Linked DNA regions of Mus musculus: region 2 is linked to region 1. A link is a contact called in public Hi-C data. All regions are on one chromosome and are shown on one strand. The core of a region is the stretch at or near the end of the contact, and the rest is flanking DNA. Distances in the headings are between cores, read along the strand shown.

The links. A called contact is a pair of places that touch in the nucleus more often than the background predicts.
Region 2: a contact with region 1 is called in a Hi-C map of the G1E-ER4 cell line, with 2.7 times the contacts expected there. The contact joins the promoter of Med10 here to the enhancer-like site in region 1. A contact is called at or near these places in 4 of 484 Hi-C or Micro-C datasets (the G1E-ER4 cell line, the N1E-115 cell line and pre-megakaryocyte-erythroid progenitors), 3 of 115 datasets of contacts at active chromatin or transcription factors (double positive thymocytes, effector CD8 T cells and memory CD8 T cells) and 2 of 9 other capture datasets (adipose tissue and liver).

The regions. Positions count from the first base shown.
Region 1 is chr13:69,504,471-69,508,127 of GRCm38.p6, forward strand. Tent4a (terminal nucleotidyltransferase 4A) reads right to left here. Exons shown (of 13, transcript NM_198600.2): 7 at 2,446-2,659; 8 at 136-262. Among named protein-coding and RNA genes, the nearest start is that of Tent4a, 28 kb to the right of the region's middle. Within about 2 kb of position 2,106, at least 8 of the 459 cell types and tissues checked have an H3K27ac peak or open chromatin away from gene starts, as enhancers often do. A contact at or near this core is called in the G1E-ER4 cell line, where this site is marked.
Region 2 is chr13:69,808,269-69,811,925 of GRCm38.p6, forward strand. Med10 (mediator complex subunit 10) reads left to right here and starts at 1,614. Exons shown (of 4, transcript NM_138596.2): 1 at 1,614-1,784; 2 at 3,339-3,422. The coding sequence starts at 1,663.

The sequences.
Region 1 (3,657 bases), core at 856-3,355:
GCCCCCAAAAAAGCTTTCCTCAAGGTCCACTCAAGTATGACAGTGTATCCATCCATGCCACAGAAGCACATGAAAAAGTACACCTGCTACTCTACAGGAAAGAGGAGCCTAGAACCCAGGCACAAGACCCATTACCTTTCAGAATCCCTGTTGGGGTAAGACCTGGCGAGCGGTGACACAGCGTGGCTGAGCACAATGTAAGCGTAGTCAAACACCTGCTTCACCTGCATGGCCCCATAGGAACTCCGTCCAACATCATTTCCTGCAACACAAAGGCACCTGTCTCTCATACAAGGTACTGTGAATAGGGGCTCACCACCAAATGCCTCCCAACTACAGCAGCTCAAGCAACAGGCATGTAAACACAGACCCGAGCGAGCTGCTGCAAGTGCATGGTATATAATTGCACACAGGTTCAGTGCTTCAGACTCTGTGACCAGTCTATTCCTAACAATGGAAAGGGGGCAGCCACAAGTGTCTGACAGTTCACAGAGTCTGCTAAGACCCCAGGTAGCAGAAAAGGGAAAAAGAAAAAAAAAGGGAAGCCCACACCACAAGGAAATCCAGAATATCCAACACACCAACCAGCAGTGTGGACTTGGCATGATCAATGTCATGATAAGCCCTGAGTGGCACACAGTGTAACGGGGTCGCTCACACTGAACAGAGTATCAGAACTGGAAGGAAGCCCTTTAAGGGAAGAATGCTGTATTACAAACTCACAGAGCAAAGCAAATGAAGCTACCACTAGCATCAAGAGGAACTGTAACTCCTACATAGATTCACTGCTCAGTCATCTCAAGTATGGGATTTTAGGGAGGATATGGGAATTTCATCTTCCTAGACACAGCTACAGTCCAGGAGTAATGCAGGCACACTGAAATAGAACCTGAAGACATGGGACACTCAAGTAGATGACACACTGTCAGGACGTTTCCACGAAAACCCCACCTCCCCATTTATGGGATCCGTTAGCCACTTGAAGACAGCTCACTAGAATTGTCTATTTTCCTTTCAAAAGATTTTTAAAGAAATTAGTCTCACCCTAGAACGAACAGTTTAAAAATAATCATTAAATTTGAGGACAGTAGGGGGAAGAAAATATCCATGGGAGGAGATACGGAGACAAAGTATAGAGCAGAAACTGAAAGAAAGGCCATCCAGAGACTGTCCCACCTGGGGATCTATCCCAAATACAGACAACAAACCCAGACACTATTGTGGATGCCAACAAGTGTTTGCTGACTGGAGCCTGATATAGCTGTCTCCTGAGAGGCTCTGCCAGAACCTGACAAATACAGAAGTGAATGCTCACAGCCAACCACTGCACAGAGTCCCCAATGGAGAAGCTAGAGAATGGACTGAAGGAGCTGAAGAGGTTTGCAGCCCCATAGAAGGAATAATAATATCAACCAACCAGAACCCCCCAGAGCTCCCAGGGACTAAACCACCAACCAGCTAGTACACATGGAGGGACCCATGGCTCCAGCCACATATGTAGCAGAGGATGGCCTTGTAGGACATCAATGAGAGGAGAGGCCTCTTGGTCTTGTGAAGGCTCGAAGGCCCAGTATAGGGGAATAACAGGACAGGGAAGTGGGAGTGGGTGGGTTGGTGAGCAGGGGGAAGTGGGGATGAGGATAGGGGGTTTTCGGAGGGGAAACCAGGAAAGGGGATAACATTTGAAATGTAAATAAAGAAAATATTTAATAAAAACATTATTTAAAAAAATGAGGATAGTAAATAAATAAGGAATAGGAGCAGAATAATAAGCGACTGAATACAAATGAAAGCACAAGCTGGGATCTGAGAGTCATGTGGACAAGGCTCCCCTAGCACAGAACACCAACGTGGCCAGCTCAGGAGACCATGGCTGCAGCGCAGCGCACAGTTCCACGAAAGAAGAACAAAGCCAAGGCGTTTGCAGCCTCCCGTCGTCCTGTTGTCACAGCCTGCCCTGATCCCATCATGCACTTAGCCTATCACCCAAGACAGGCTCAACAGGCATATGCAGAGTTGAAGAGCAAGCACCAGGAAGGACTATAACTAAATAAGAATGTGCAGCAGTTATCAGATTGGCAAGGACTTAAAGACCAAGTGTTACCACGGTGGGTGAGATAAGCACCCTTACACGTGCCAATGGAGTGGGGCTTGGAGTCCTAGCTCAGCCACCACATACTGCAAGAGCAACATTTGCAGTGACATAGGAAAGCCAGGAGAATCACCTGCAGGAGTCCCCATTCTTCACTTCCTGGCCCATGCTTCCTTCCTGAAGTGAATGTTTCCTGTGAGGATTCCCTGATTAGCCTTTCCTAGTTATGATATTTCCAGAATGTAAACATTTTAAAGTGCAGTAAACTCGTTAGAAACCTGAAAGTGTTCCCACTGAGTTCTGCTGGTAGAGATAAGCCAGCACTGTGCTTCCAGCCAGAGGGGCAAGCTCACCAGGCAGTAAGGGGTCCTCAATGCACAGCATCGATGGTCGGTACCCACTGGTCATGGCTTTCATGATCTCTTCTTTGGCGATATAGGCACCTCCTTCTTTTATTCTAATACCAGTTTTTAAGTAATTAAAATTTCTTCCATAAAGTTCAAAAAATTCTACAAGAAGCATTCCCAGGTTTTCATCAGCTCTCCGGGCATCGATTCTTGGATGTAACTGTAAAAGCAAGAGAGCCACCAGCATATGAATTCAAGCTACACTCCAACAACACTCACCTAGCAGCTCTCCAGGAACCCACTGAGGGGTCCCCACTCGATAGCACCTGAGAAAACACAAGACAATGGACAGCCTCTGTTGGTGGGAGGCTTGAAAGAAAGAACACATCTCAACATCCATTCAGACCACGACATCCAAGCACACACATCTAGTTACCCTCATGCTGCAATGGTAAGTTTTCCACATTGTCATCTGGATGGTGGCTGCATGGTTCACATCAATGTCATCATCCTGACATGCTACCAGGAGGGAGCAGGATGAGACTGAACAGTATCACAATCATTGGACCAGGATGTGAGTGGACAGAGCTAACTCTGCCTGGGAACTCACTTCCAGCTTTCACACATCACTGTCAGGCTATTTCACCTGCACACTTTGTTCTAGCAAGCCACAGCCTCTCTGTGACGCTTGCCCACGGTCCCTGATAACTAACTCCCAGGTGCCAGCAACTTTATAGACCTGAGCTGCCCACTACAGAATGAGTGTGGGCATGCCAGTTACTCTCAGCATCCAAGAGTAGCGTGTGGCTCATCGCTTCCATGGTCACACAGAGAACTTGTCCTTTGCACAATTCTAGATGGTGACGGTCAAGCCTCCCTAGTGTCCAAGTCCTGGTAGCACAGGGCTGAAGCATGAATGTGGCCTTCCAGGAATAATCCCTCATAATGTCAGAGTTCTTCCCTCCTCTACATAACAGGGCAGTCCTCTTGCCAAGCCTTTATGTCCTTGCTTTTGAGCCAAATCAAATACTCAAGGCAGCCCAGTACAGGGCCTGGCCTTCTTCCCTCAGGCAGCAGCAGTGAGATAAGCAGAATGCTACACCAGGTCCAGCCTCAGGTGGGTGGTCTCCAACACAGGCACAGAAGGAGGGCTATCCCATCTATATAGCTCTGTGAGGTCTGACAGCCAGAAGGATCCTAGTAACAGCACACCAGGAA
Region 2 (3,657 bases), core at 364-2,863, 300 kb after region 1:
ACACTCTAACACCACATATATAAAACTAAATATACATGCATTCAACATATCAGTTCTGGGCATTTGGAGAGCTGGGATGGCTAGTCTTGGTGGTCAACTTGACTACATATGGAATGAACAGGAATCCAGAAATAGAGGGTGTGTCTGTTAGGGACGTTTTTGCTTGGTTTGAAGTGGGTGGATCCATTTCTGCTCTGAACCTTTAAGATAAAAAGACATACACCTTTGATCTGGATAGTGAGGTGGGGAGGTGCAACTTTAATCTGGGCCACACCTTCTGCTGGAAGCCTATATAAGGACATGGAAGAAGGAAGCTTTTGTTCTTTGCCTGCTTGCCCTTGCCTTGCTAGCACATCCATTCCTTCACTGACATTAAAGTCTGATTCTTTGGGATTCCAGTGTATACTGAAGACCAGCAAAGACCAGCTGAGACATCCAGTGTCACGGACTGAACTGAGCAACTACTGGATTCTTGGACTCTCTGTTCACTGCCATCCACCATTGGAATAGCTGGACGGCAGCCTATAAGTTATTCTAATAAATTCATATTACGTGTGCGCTCTCTCTCTCTCTCTCTCTCTCTCTCTCTCTCTCTCTAAGTTCTGTTAGTCTAACACAGAGAACCTGTATACATCCCTTGGCATCCCCATTCTCCCTATTTGTCTCTCTCACTTGTCCCCTTGTCTCTCCTTTCATGAAGGTTGAAAGACTTACTTATATTTCTTCTTTTTGTCCTTCAGGACTGGTTTTCATATCAAATTCACCACCCCTTTTAATTGAATTGTGAAATGTTCCTTTTCTAGCACTTAAAAGTGTCTGCAGAAGTTTGAAATAATTTGTTCTTTAATGTTTGATTAATTTAAAAAGTGAGTTGAAAAGTACCTAGGGCTTAGGTATTTCCTTCTTTCCTTCCTCCCTCCCTCCCTCCCTCCCTTTTTTCCTTCTCTCTTTCCTTCTTTCTTTTCTTTTTGAAAGTGATTGTTGTCTCCTGGCCAGTTTTAAAAAGCATGGCTCTATTTTGACTTTCCCACTTAAATACATTTTCTTATTATGTATTGTGTGTCTGTGTATGCCGTGTGTGGGCATACCTGTGACACAGTACCTGTCTGGAGGTCAGAGGGCAGCTTATAGAATTCTGTTCTCTCCTCCTGCCATGTAGGATTCTGGAGACCAAACTCAGGTTGTCGGGGTTAGCAGCAAGCGTCTTCACCCACTGAACCATTTCACTGGGCCCAGATAATTATCTTTTAAAGAAAATTGCTTACATCTCGCAAGCTTTCCAGATTATGAACATACAAGGTCCACTGTATCTAAATTCTTGTCCTTCAATCTAGCTTTCTTTACTTCCCTGATGAGACTTGTTTTTTCTTTACTGAGAAAAGCTAGGTACCAGCTAAGAGTTTTCATTTTTGCCCCTTTACACATGCCTTTGCTGTGTTTTCCAGGTTAACATTTCCCACACACACAGTTCAGAAGCTTCCAAGCGGGTTTTCCCTTCAAAGGCTTACCCCGTCTCTTGCCCCGCCCATAGCGCCCGGGCCCCGCCCCCAGGAGGCCCCGCCCCCGAGGAAACGGATGTGGGCTTCCGGAAGCCGGAAGCGGGCGAGCACTGTGGACCCGGAGTCGCTCGGAGCTGAGGCTAAGAGGCGGGCGGAGCCGGCGATGGCGGAGAAGTTTGACCATCTGGAGGAGCACCTGGAGAAGTTCGTGGAGAACATTCGGCAGCTCGGCATCATCGTCAGCGACTTCCAGCCCAGCAGCCAGGCGGGGCTGAGCCAGAAGCTGTGAGTGACGGCCCGGCAGGGCTCGGCGCGTCTGTGCGAAGCCCCTGCCCGCCGGCCTTGGGGACCCCACTGGGGCTCTAACGTTCATCCCGGGTCCCCGAGGGGAGGCCGGTTCTATCCTGACCGGACCTCACAGGGGAGGCGAGTTCCGTCCTGACCGGGGCGGACGGGCTCCATCCTGACCCCACTGGAGGCCGGTTCCACCCTGACTCCACTGGGAAGGAGGATCTGACCGCACAGGAGAGGAGGCTCAGTCATGACCCCGCTGGGATAGAGGTAGCTCTAGGTCCATCCTGGCCGGACGTGGAAGGCCGGTTCCACCCTGACCCCATAGGGGAGGAGGATCCCTCCTGACCCCACAGGGGAGGCTGGCACCACTCTGACCCTACAGGACAGTCTGGGACTACCCTGATGCCGTAAGGGGAGGTAGGCACCACGGACACTCCACCCCACCCCACCGCACTGGGGAGGTTGACTTCACACCTCAGGGGGGCCCTGAGCCACCTGCTGCATAGGCCTCGCTGTGGAAGAAGGCCACCACAGAGGGTTGATTTCTTGACAGTATCTTGTGTAGGCCTTGGAATGGCCTACAGGGAAACAACACAGTGTTCAGGAGAAGGCCTCACCGCTTATATATGGGACACTTTCCAGGGATCTGGAGTGGTTCTGGAGGGAGCCGAGGTTCAACCCACTAGGGATGGGCTTTTTCCTTGCTGACTGTGGGTACTGCACTTAAACTGGAGCCCACTTCTCCACGCTGTCTACCCTGAAACTCCATTCAGTGACATGCACTCCAGAAAGCTCTGCTCTCTCTTCACCTCCTTTCTGAGTTTAGAAGGGAAAAATTAAGCATCTGAACATATTTTGTAAGTCCAAAGGTGTCCCCAGAATCCCGTGGCAATTAAGGGTTCAGGTGTGTGCAGCATTAGGGAGGAAGAAGCCTGTTAAGGTAGCTAGCGCCAGTCTCCCGACTTCCCTCTGATCCCAGCCACTGAGCTGCCTTGGTGCTGGTGCTCCTGGGTTAGGAAGGTAACATGAAGGTACAGGCAGAGCAGACAGGTAGTCAGGTTCATCTGGGAGAAGGAAGCCAGCATAGCCCTAGCTGAGACACGGCCAGTCCTGCCTCTAGTGTCTGGACCTGGAAGCCGCCTCTCTGTGTTCCCACCCAGGGGAGACCCTTTTCTGGAATGAGAGACTGCCCAAGAAACCATCTCTACCCACAGTTCAGTCTCTTAAAGCTGGGTACAGGATTGTGTCTCACTTGGGATGTTTACTAAGGTATAGAGTTGTGGTCTTGCCCCTCAAGGAGGGCTTTGTGGGATGGGAACAAGCTGGCGCATTGCCTAGACCAGAGCCTGCTGTGACTGGCCTTGTTCTCTTATCCAGTTCCCGTGGCTATCTCATACCCAGCTGCCACCTCAGTTATCTGCCCCGGTGTCCTTGACCTTGGCCGTTTTAACCCTCAGGAATTGAAGCACAGTGGCCAGTGCCGTGTAGGGGTGTGCTGTGCTGTCCTCTGAACTAACCACGTACCCCACTCTGCCTTTTTCCCAGAAACTTTATTGTTACGGGCTTACAGGACATAGATAAATGCAGACAGCAGCTGCACGATATCACGGTGCCTCTGGAAGTTTTTGAGTAAGTATCACTGGGTCTCTCTGATTCTTGGTTAGCTGTGAGTGCCAGTGAGAGGGAGGGAGGCGAGGCCCAGGTGCCACAGGCAGGACCACCAGTCTTCTAGGGTTGTAGTAGGCTAATGGGGTTAAAAAAGGATAACTCTCTCTCCAGTGTTGTGTTGTTGAGAATAGTGTCACATGAAAATATAAAAACATGCTTCCGAGTTCAGTGGAGAAAGGCCTTCAGGCCACAGGAA